2 separate regions of the Camelus dromedarius genome follow, and region 2 is linked to region 1. Evidence: chromatin contacts called from public Hi-C data. All regions are on one chromosome and are shown on one strand. The core of a region is the stretch at or near the end of the contact, and the rest is flanking DNA. Distances in the headings are between cores, read along the strand shown.

Region 1 (3,848 bases), core at 165-2,664:
TACCATATGATGATCCACAATCCCACCCCCGGGCATATATCCAGAGAAGAATATAATTCAAAAAGGCATGCATCCCAGTATTCACAGCAGCACTGCTTACAACAGCCAAGACATGGAAACAACCCAAATGTCCATTGACAGATGACTCGATAAAGAAGATGTGGTACATATATAGAATGGAATACTACTCAGCCATAAAAAGGAATAAAATAATGCTATTTGCGGCAACATGGATGGAACCTGGAGATTGTCATTTTAAATGAAGTAAGTAAGAAAAGAGAAAAAATGCCACATGATAGCGCTTATATGTGGAATCTAAAAAAAAGGACACAAATGAACTTTTCTACAAAACAGAAACAGACTCACAAAGAACAAACTTATGGTTACAAAGGTTAAAAGGGCTGGGGAGGGATAAATTGGGAATTTGAAATTACACCTGTTGGGGAGTGATGGAAATGTTAGCTATCTTGATCGTGGTGGTGGTTCCATCTATGTATATACATCTATCAAAATTCATCAAATTATACATCTGAAATATGTGTAGTTTACTATGCAGGAATCACACCACAATAAAGGTGTTTTAAAAAAAAAAAAAAGTCTTCCACATCTTTAATTCTGCCTCAAGGCCTAGAATAGTATTTCACTCATCCATCCACCCATTCATCCCACCACCATATGCTGAGGGTCTACTGTGGGCCAGGCACTCCTCAATTTACCTCCCACAAGCTCTAGTTCAGGCTGTGGATTGTCTTGGAATGTCCTGGCCTTGGCAAAGGAGGCTGTGTTCTGCCTGGACAGATCGTTCAGCGAGGCAGAGCTGGTCCATATAATGACACTTCAGCATCACTGGCTGAACCCCTCCACGTGCCAGGCATTATACTGTAAGCCCCACAGTCACTGCCCCCTTTAATCCTCACTTTGCTTTTATTTCTCCAAGTTTACAGATGAGAAAGCCAAGTGTCAGAGAGGTTAAGCAACTTGTTCAATGTCAGAGGGGCTGGTGGAGGTGGGACTCAAACCTGGATCCTGGAAGCACCGGACAGCTGACAGCATATCCCCCTGCCACTGCGCTCCCTGGAAGTCTGGGATTCCGTGTCCCTGGTGCTTACCCAGGGTAAGCCTGCCTCAGGTAAGGGCTTTAGGAGTGAATGGTTTGGGGCCTTAGTCCCCAGCTCAGTCCCTGGGGATGAGTCTACACTGACCCCAGCTCCTCTCCTGACATTTAGGCAACCCAGGAACCCTCAGTTACCGGCTGACCCTCTGCTCCCTCTGCTTCTCCTTACGCACCTGAAGCTCTCTGACCATTCACTTCCCTGGCTCTGCAGGCAGCAGGATGAGGACCCCTGCCGGCCGGACAGCACGGCATTTGGCCAGAAGCACTGATCATCATGGAAGCCTGGCATCCTGCCCTGCCCTCCTGCCCCAGATGGTTGATGGGAAAGGGAAGTGGGAGGCCAGAGGAGCCCCACCCGGGCTTCCCTCTGCTCTCAGGGAGGAGCCCCTGTTCCCCACCCTTAGCTTTCAGTTTCTAAGTCAGCTCTGGATTAGAGACACAACAGCTGCCCACTTCCCTTTCAGTCTTCAGTTTAAAAAATATGCATCCTTTGAAAACATCTGACAAAATTTTACTAAAGTGTGCAGAGGCACCTAGATGCCTTCCCAAGGTTCGCTTGTTACCGATACTATGGGGCCCCCTAGTGGATGATCCCGGCATGCCATCCCCTCACATCCCCGGTGGCACCTGGGCCTCAGGCTGTGGTATGAGTCTTAACCTCGGTTTCCCACGAGGCACTGACTCTTCATAGACTCTGCTGCAATCCTCACTTCGGGCACAGAACTCTCCCACCCCACTTGGCCTGCATTTGGGGTCATTATGGGGCGTTCCATCTCAGGTACAAAGCTATTTTCATCCTCACCCCAAGAAGGAAAACATGCAAATGTGCACACACACTCACATGTACACGCAGGCACACCACGTATAAACACAAGCACACACCCCACATGCACACACACAGGTGCACCCAGGCCACCACTCCCAGCCGAGACACAGGAGCCCCCTACTCTAAACCCAGCAAGGGCTCCCACTGCTCTCTGGATCAAGCCCACACTCCTTTACATGGTGGGCCTCACCTACCTTTTCTACATCAATTCTTTATTACTCTGAATTCTGCCCATTTTATGGTCCAGCAACATGGAACTAGCTGCATGAACTGACTATTCTCACCCTTGTGCTTTTGTTCAAGGCGATGCCAGGAATACCACCCTATCTTCCTGACCTTGGCCAGCCTCTCTCCACCCACCCTTCAACACTCAGCTTTCTCCCTGGGGCCCCTGCCCATCCCTTGCCCACAGCCCACAGGCTCGGTTAGAGGCCCCTGCCCTGGGTTCCCTCAGCACTTCCCTCTCCACTTGGTTGCAAGCTCTGGGGAGCCAGTGATGGGCTAAGCATGTTCAGTCTGCTTGCTGCTGTATTCCCGCACCCAGCACAGTCCTCATACACAGCAAGTGCTCAAAGTGTCTGTCTTTACAAAGTATCTGCACCACAAACAGCTGACCACATCAGCTACACCCACTGGCAGTGGCCCCAGCTCCCACACCCTCCCCTCTGCTCAGTGCCTGCTCTGATCCCCGGGTCCTTGCTTACCCTTCAGAGTCAGCTGGGCATCCTGGCTGTGGCAGGTATTGGCCACATTGCGGGCCACACAGTGGTAGGTGCCCACGTCAGCCTGGCTCACGTTGGTGATGTGGAGGATGCCACCAGGCAGCAACGTGGCCCTGAGGATGCAGAAGTCAGGGGTCCGAGGCTGTACTGTGGCCCACAGCCAGCCGCCCCACCACACTCCTGGTTGGTACTCACCGGTGGTCGGAGGTACTCAGGGTCGTGCTGTTGTGCTCCCAGGAAATGGAAGGCTTAGGCACCCCCCGGATCAGGCACTGGAAGTGGGTGACTCCTCTTCACTCCACCTCCACGGACGCTGGATGTTGGTTGAAGCGTGACAGACCTAGGACTTGGGGACCACCTGAGCTCCCACAGAGCCAGCCCCGGCTCCGCTACCAGCAACCTTATCCCAGGGCCCCAGCCCCCGACTCCCTGCTGACCACCCGCTTGACCCCTGCAGTCTCCTGTCTGTGACTGTTGCTGGCCATGAGCACTTTGCCTTCCTCCAGAAGAAATGTTTAAAATTATGTTTTACAGTTGCATTGGTACCAAGACAAATACAATCCAGCCCTATAAAACTATAACTCATTATATATTCATTATTATATTCATTTTTTCTTCTGGCTTTAAAGAAATTAGAATTCAAACATGTTCACAGGCCCCTGAAAGTACCCTGGGCCCTAGGCACCATGCATACTATGTCTAATGGCCAAGTCAGCCCAGCCCAGGCCCACCATGGTGACTGCCCCGTGGGTGCCATCTTTGGGTGCCCTGCGCACTCTCGTCCTCCCCACCAGGAGCAGCCCAGTCACTTACTTGCCAGCTGCACTGGGCCCGCTGGCTCACCAGGTGCCCTTAGCGGTTCTGGGCCACGCAGTGGTACTCACGGGCGCGGGAGGGGAGGCTCCTGCGGGAGGGCAGGGTGGCCAGATGCAGGGAGCCATCCGGCATCAGGGTGGCACTACTGTCGTTGGCCAGAGCCAGCCCATTCCGCTGCCAGGAACTGGACACGGGCGGCTTGCCCTCCACCTGGCAAGGCAGCAGCATCAGCGGGCGCTCCCGCACAGCCACCATGTTCCCTGGCTCCTGCATGAAGGCCAGCTCAGAGCCTGCAGCACGGCCTGTGGGGACAGTGAGTGAGGCCTGGACATGGAGGCCTCCTGTGGCCTATGGCGTCCCCTCAGTTTTG
Region 2 (3,756 bases), core at 187-2,686, 130 kb before region 1:
ACCTTTTATCACCCATCCACCCCAGCTTTAATCAGTAACATTTTGAAGTTAGTAAATACTTTCTGATAATGCTTTTGTAGGAAAAATAAAAAAAGACTATCGAGCCCAACCCTCTTTATAAGTCAGTCTGGTAATTCACATTACACACAATCCCTCTTAAGTTTCAAAGCCCAAAATCCTAATACTAGTTAAATTATTTACCTTCTGTAAGCCTTGCTTTTCCTCCTGTAGGCTGGCAGAGGACAGTAGAGCAACCAACACACAAAACTACTGTTTGTGCATGGCTAAAGACGGTGGTGATTTTATAGCATCCTGAGAAAAAAATCAAGAAGTTAACCTATTCTTCCCATACCTTTCTTCACTTGAACACATGCTATCATGTGTTAACTGTAAGACAAGCATGTTATGTAAATTCTTGAAATTAACTTTCCTTCTAAACCTGATTACCTAGCTCTACATATACATTAAAGCCAAGTCAGAAGCCATCTAGACTCTATGCCCCCACCTATGGATTTTTTGCTTTTCCAGCATACAATGCCTTCATAAACATCATCATCTAGAGCCTGGAAGATAAAGGAGTGGAACCATAAATTATTCAAAAGTCAAAAAACAGAATACTCTACTTGGCTGGGAGGGATGCTCAGTAATGGATCAACATATCCACCCCCTTGCTTCCAGGTACAACTACATAAAAGACCACAGCAGTGTTTCCAAAACAAAGAAATGTTAGTTTGCATGTGGAGTTTTTGAAGAGAGATCGCTTTGGATCACTCCTCCTAAAATGCAAAATTTTACCCACCTCAAATATTCGAATTTTTAAAAATTAGGGTCGCTTCAAGGATACCCTTTTCCGATCCTTGGAGTCCAGTGCTTTCCCCACTACTACAATTTATCTCCTCACCTGGGCATTTCACATCCATGAAATAGGAGTTGGGGCTCTGCACCAGGCGCTTCTTCTTGTGTTTCCTCTTCTCCTCTTCTGGAGAGGGATGAAGGAGATCCTTTGCGAGCTAAGAGAGGCAGAAATACAAAGATTTAGAAACCAACGGCGAACATGGGCTGATGGGAAACAGTCCCCACTGCCACACACCGGGGAGAGCTCGCCCCTTGCCGCCCCTGGTGTCTGCGCAGCTGGGCCGCCATCTTATCTCCTCTCCGCTCCCGTCTAAGCAGGGGCCCCCGCGGGCCTCTGCGGTCCCTGTGGTTAATGTCCTGGGAAGTGCGGAGGGCAAATGAGGGCCCTCTGCGATGCGAAATCAGCGTGAGGGGAGCGTGCGGACAGAAGAGCGAGACCTCCGCCGAAACCTGGACCAAGGAACTCACAGGCATGTTCTCGTGGGGAGGTCGTCACCGCCGGAAAAGAGCGAAAGCGGAAATCCTCCCCCTTATATCCGCCACCTGCAGGAAGTGACGCCTGGACCTTCTGCCGCCATGTTGGGAAGGTCCTTCTCTCAAGGTCTGTGGGCGGCGGGGTGAGGAGACGGCTGCCATTTACAGAAGGTCTCTGATAGGACACAGATGAGTCGCCATGTTGAAAACGTGAGTTTGCTGTCTTAAGGTCCGCATTTGGTCTCTGTGGAGGAGTAAATGGACAATTTTTAAATTTCGGGCTGCACTTTGACAGTAGGAACTGCTTAGGAGAATAGCGAGACTCAGCCATGTATGAGACTTATTAAATTTCTTTCCTATTTTCCAATTGGTTTAGTTTGCCCATTTTTAACAATTAAGAAATGTAAGTATTTTAGAAAGTCCTCATACTTTCCCCACCTCCAGTCTACTCCTAGGGCTAACCATTGTTGAATTTTATTCTCTCCTTCCCATCTTTTCCCCCTAATAATTACACCACTCACTTACGTAGTTATTATTTGTGCATTGTTCTGACTGCTTTTCGTACGTTAATTTATCTTCCGAACAACTCTATCAGGTTACTATTATCAGTATTTTACAGATTAGGAAAGTGATGCCCAGAGACATTAAATAAATTGTCCAAAGTATGCTACTGAAGTGCCTTACAAAAAGATTGTGCTAATTTATATTCCCACATCCTTTACCCCGCATTTTTCACCAGCACTGTATTTCCAAGATTTCTCATCTTGGCAGCACTGAGACACTTGACGGGATGAGAAGAAAGAGAAACTGAAGACCAAATCTACAATGATGATCAAAGGGTTAGAATGCCCATTTTTCATAAAGAAGGAGCCTAGATGATCCAAATGGCATCTGGGGACCTAATTAATTCCAGAGGAATGGAATAGGGCAGGGAATATAAGTTCCAGTCAAGGGTGGGCTGGTAAAAATTTTAACGACTGGCTTTATGGAGAGTAGGCCCTGATTTGTTGTCTTTCCTAATTTCAATGGTGTGAATATTCACACCATGGCCAATTTCAAACTACCAATGTCACATCATTAAACACGGATCTAGGAAGAGAGATGCACAATCTGTTCTCATGAGCCAGTAAGAATTGGTTCCAGCACACTACTAATGGACAGGAAAAATCTCTGAGGAAGTGACATTTAAGCTGAAATCTGAAAGACAAGGAGCCAACTAAGGAACAATCTGGGGGAATAGCTTTCTAGGTTGAAGGAAGAGCTTGTGAATACAAAACCAGAGGCCAGAATGAGCCTGCCAAAATTGAAGGAGGAAAGGCATTGTAGAGGAAGCTCTGAGAGCCAAGGGGAGAGTACTGTGGAGATGAGGTTCCAGTGAATGGAGGTATACACCGTAAGTACAGTCTAGAGAGGTGAGCAAGAATAATGTATTGCTGTGGATGAAAAGTCCAGATCCAGACAAAATAAGATGAAAAAGAAAAAAACTAATGGATTTTTATCAGAACAATCCTAAAAGATTAAAGAGTAATTTAAAGGACTGTTGAGAGACAGTTTGGCCAGTGAGGAAAAGTAAAGAAAACTCAAGGTTAGTAATACAGCTTGAAGACCTAATGAGAGGTGAGATAAAGGACAAAGGGGGATTGAATAGTTGTGTTTGAGAAGAGACAAACATTGACACAAAAGTTGAGAAGGATAAGTGACAAAAAAGATGCTTCCTCACTAACTTTATACAAGGACTATTCTACTGACTCGCTGTTAGAAAAGCAGATATTTTGAATAATTTTTTCCAAAGGCAAAGATAAACTTGTTTCTTTATAGCCATGTTCTTCACACTTCAGTTTCCTGGTTGCCAAGGCTACGCATTCACAGTCTGTTCAGTGAGAAGTCAGGAATACTGCCGCAGGGCTGTTAAAGATCCACATCTCATCAGAAGAATGAGACGAGACATTTGTAGTCCCAATCTCTTGTTTTCCTGAGCTGGCATGTGAGAATTCACATACACTGCCCCAGAAGAAAGGCTGTTGAAATTGAAGCCCCAGAATCTATCTAGGTAGGTATGTGTGGTTTGTGGGGGGAGGTGGGCGGGCCGCGGGGTTGGGGAGAGGAGGAAGTGGGTGATGGAGGCGGGTGCGAATTCTATAGTATAATGAATTTTAATTTTTACTCTGTTACACCAGGGGGCAGACTGACTCAACAAATAGCCGCCTACTCCAGGCATCCCGCTTTTTTTGAAAAGGAGTTGGGATTCTGAAACTAAGGGCTTGGGACTAACACCAGAATTCTAGAACTGCCCCAGAAGGATTCTATTTTCCTTGAGTCGCCTTTCCGAAAATCAGTCCTCAGTTTTTCTCAACTCCCAGTGTTATCCTGGCCTTCACCCTTATTCCCAGAAACTTTCCCTTTCCCCTAATTCATCCAAAATTCCTC

Evidence for each region. A called contact is a pair of places that touch in the nucleus more often than the background predicts.
Region 2: a contact with region 1 is called in a Hi-C map of blood, with 6 times the contacts expected there. The contact joins the promoter of RPS27 here to the promoter of LOC135318975 in region 1. A contact is called at or near these places in 2 of 2 Hi-C or Micro-C datasets (blood and muscle).

Annotation. Positions count from the first base shown.
Region 1 is chr23:5,944,339-5,948,186 of mCamDro1.pat, reverse strand. LOC135318975 reads right to left here and starts at 1,414. Exons shown (of 6, transcript XM_064477774.1): 1 at 1,288-1,414.
Region 2 is chr23:6,079,212-6,082,967 of mCamDro1.pat, reverse strand. It overlaps RPS27 (ribosomal protein S27), which reads right to left and starts at 1,436. Exons shown (of 4, transcript XM_010980344.3): 1 at 1,324-1,436; 2 at 902-1,010; 3 at 202-312. The coding sequence starts at 1,329. RAB13 (RAB13, member RAS oncogene family) reads left to right here and starts at 1,456. Exons shown (of 10, transcript XM_031436239.2): 1 at 1,456-1,539; 2 at 2,069-2,168; 3 at 3,148-3,379.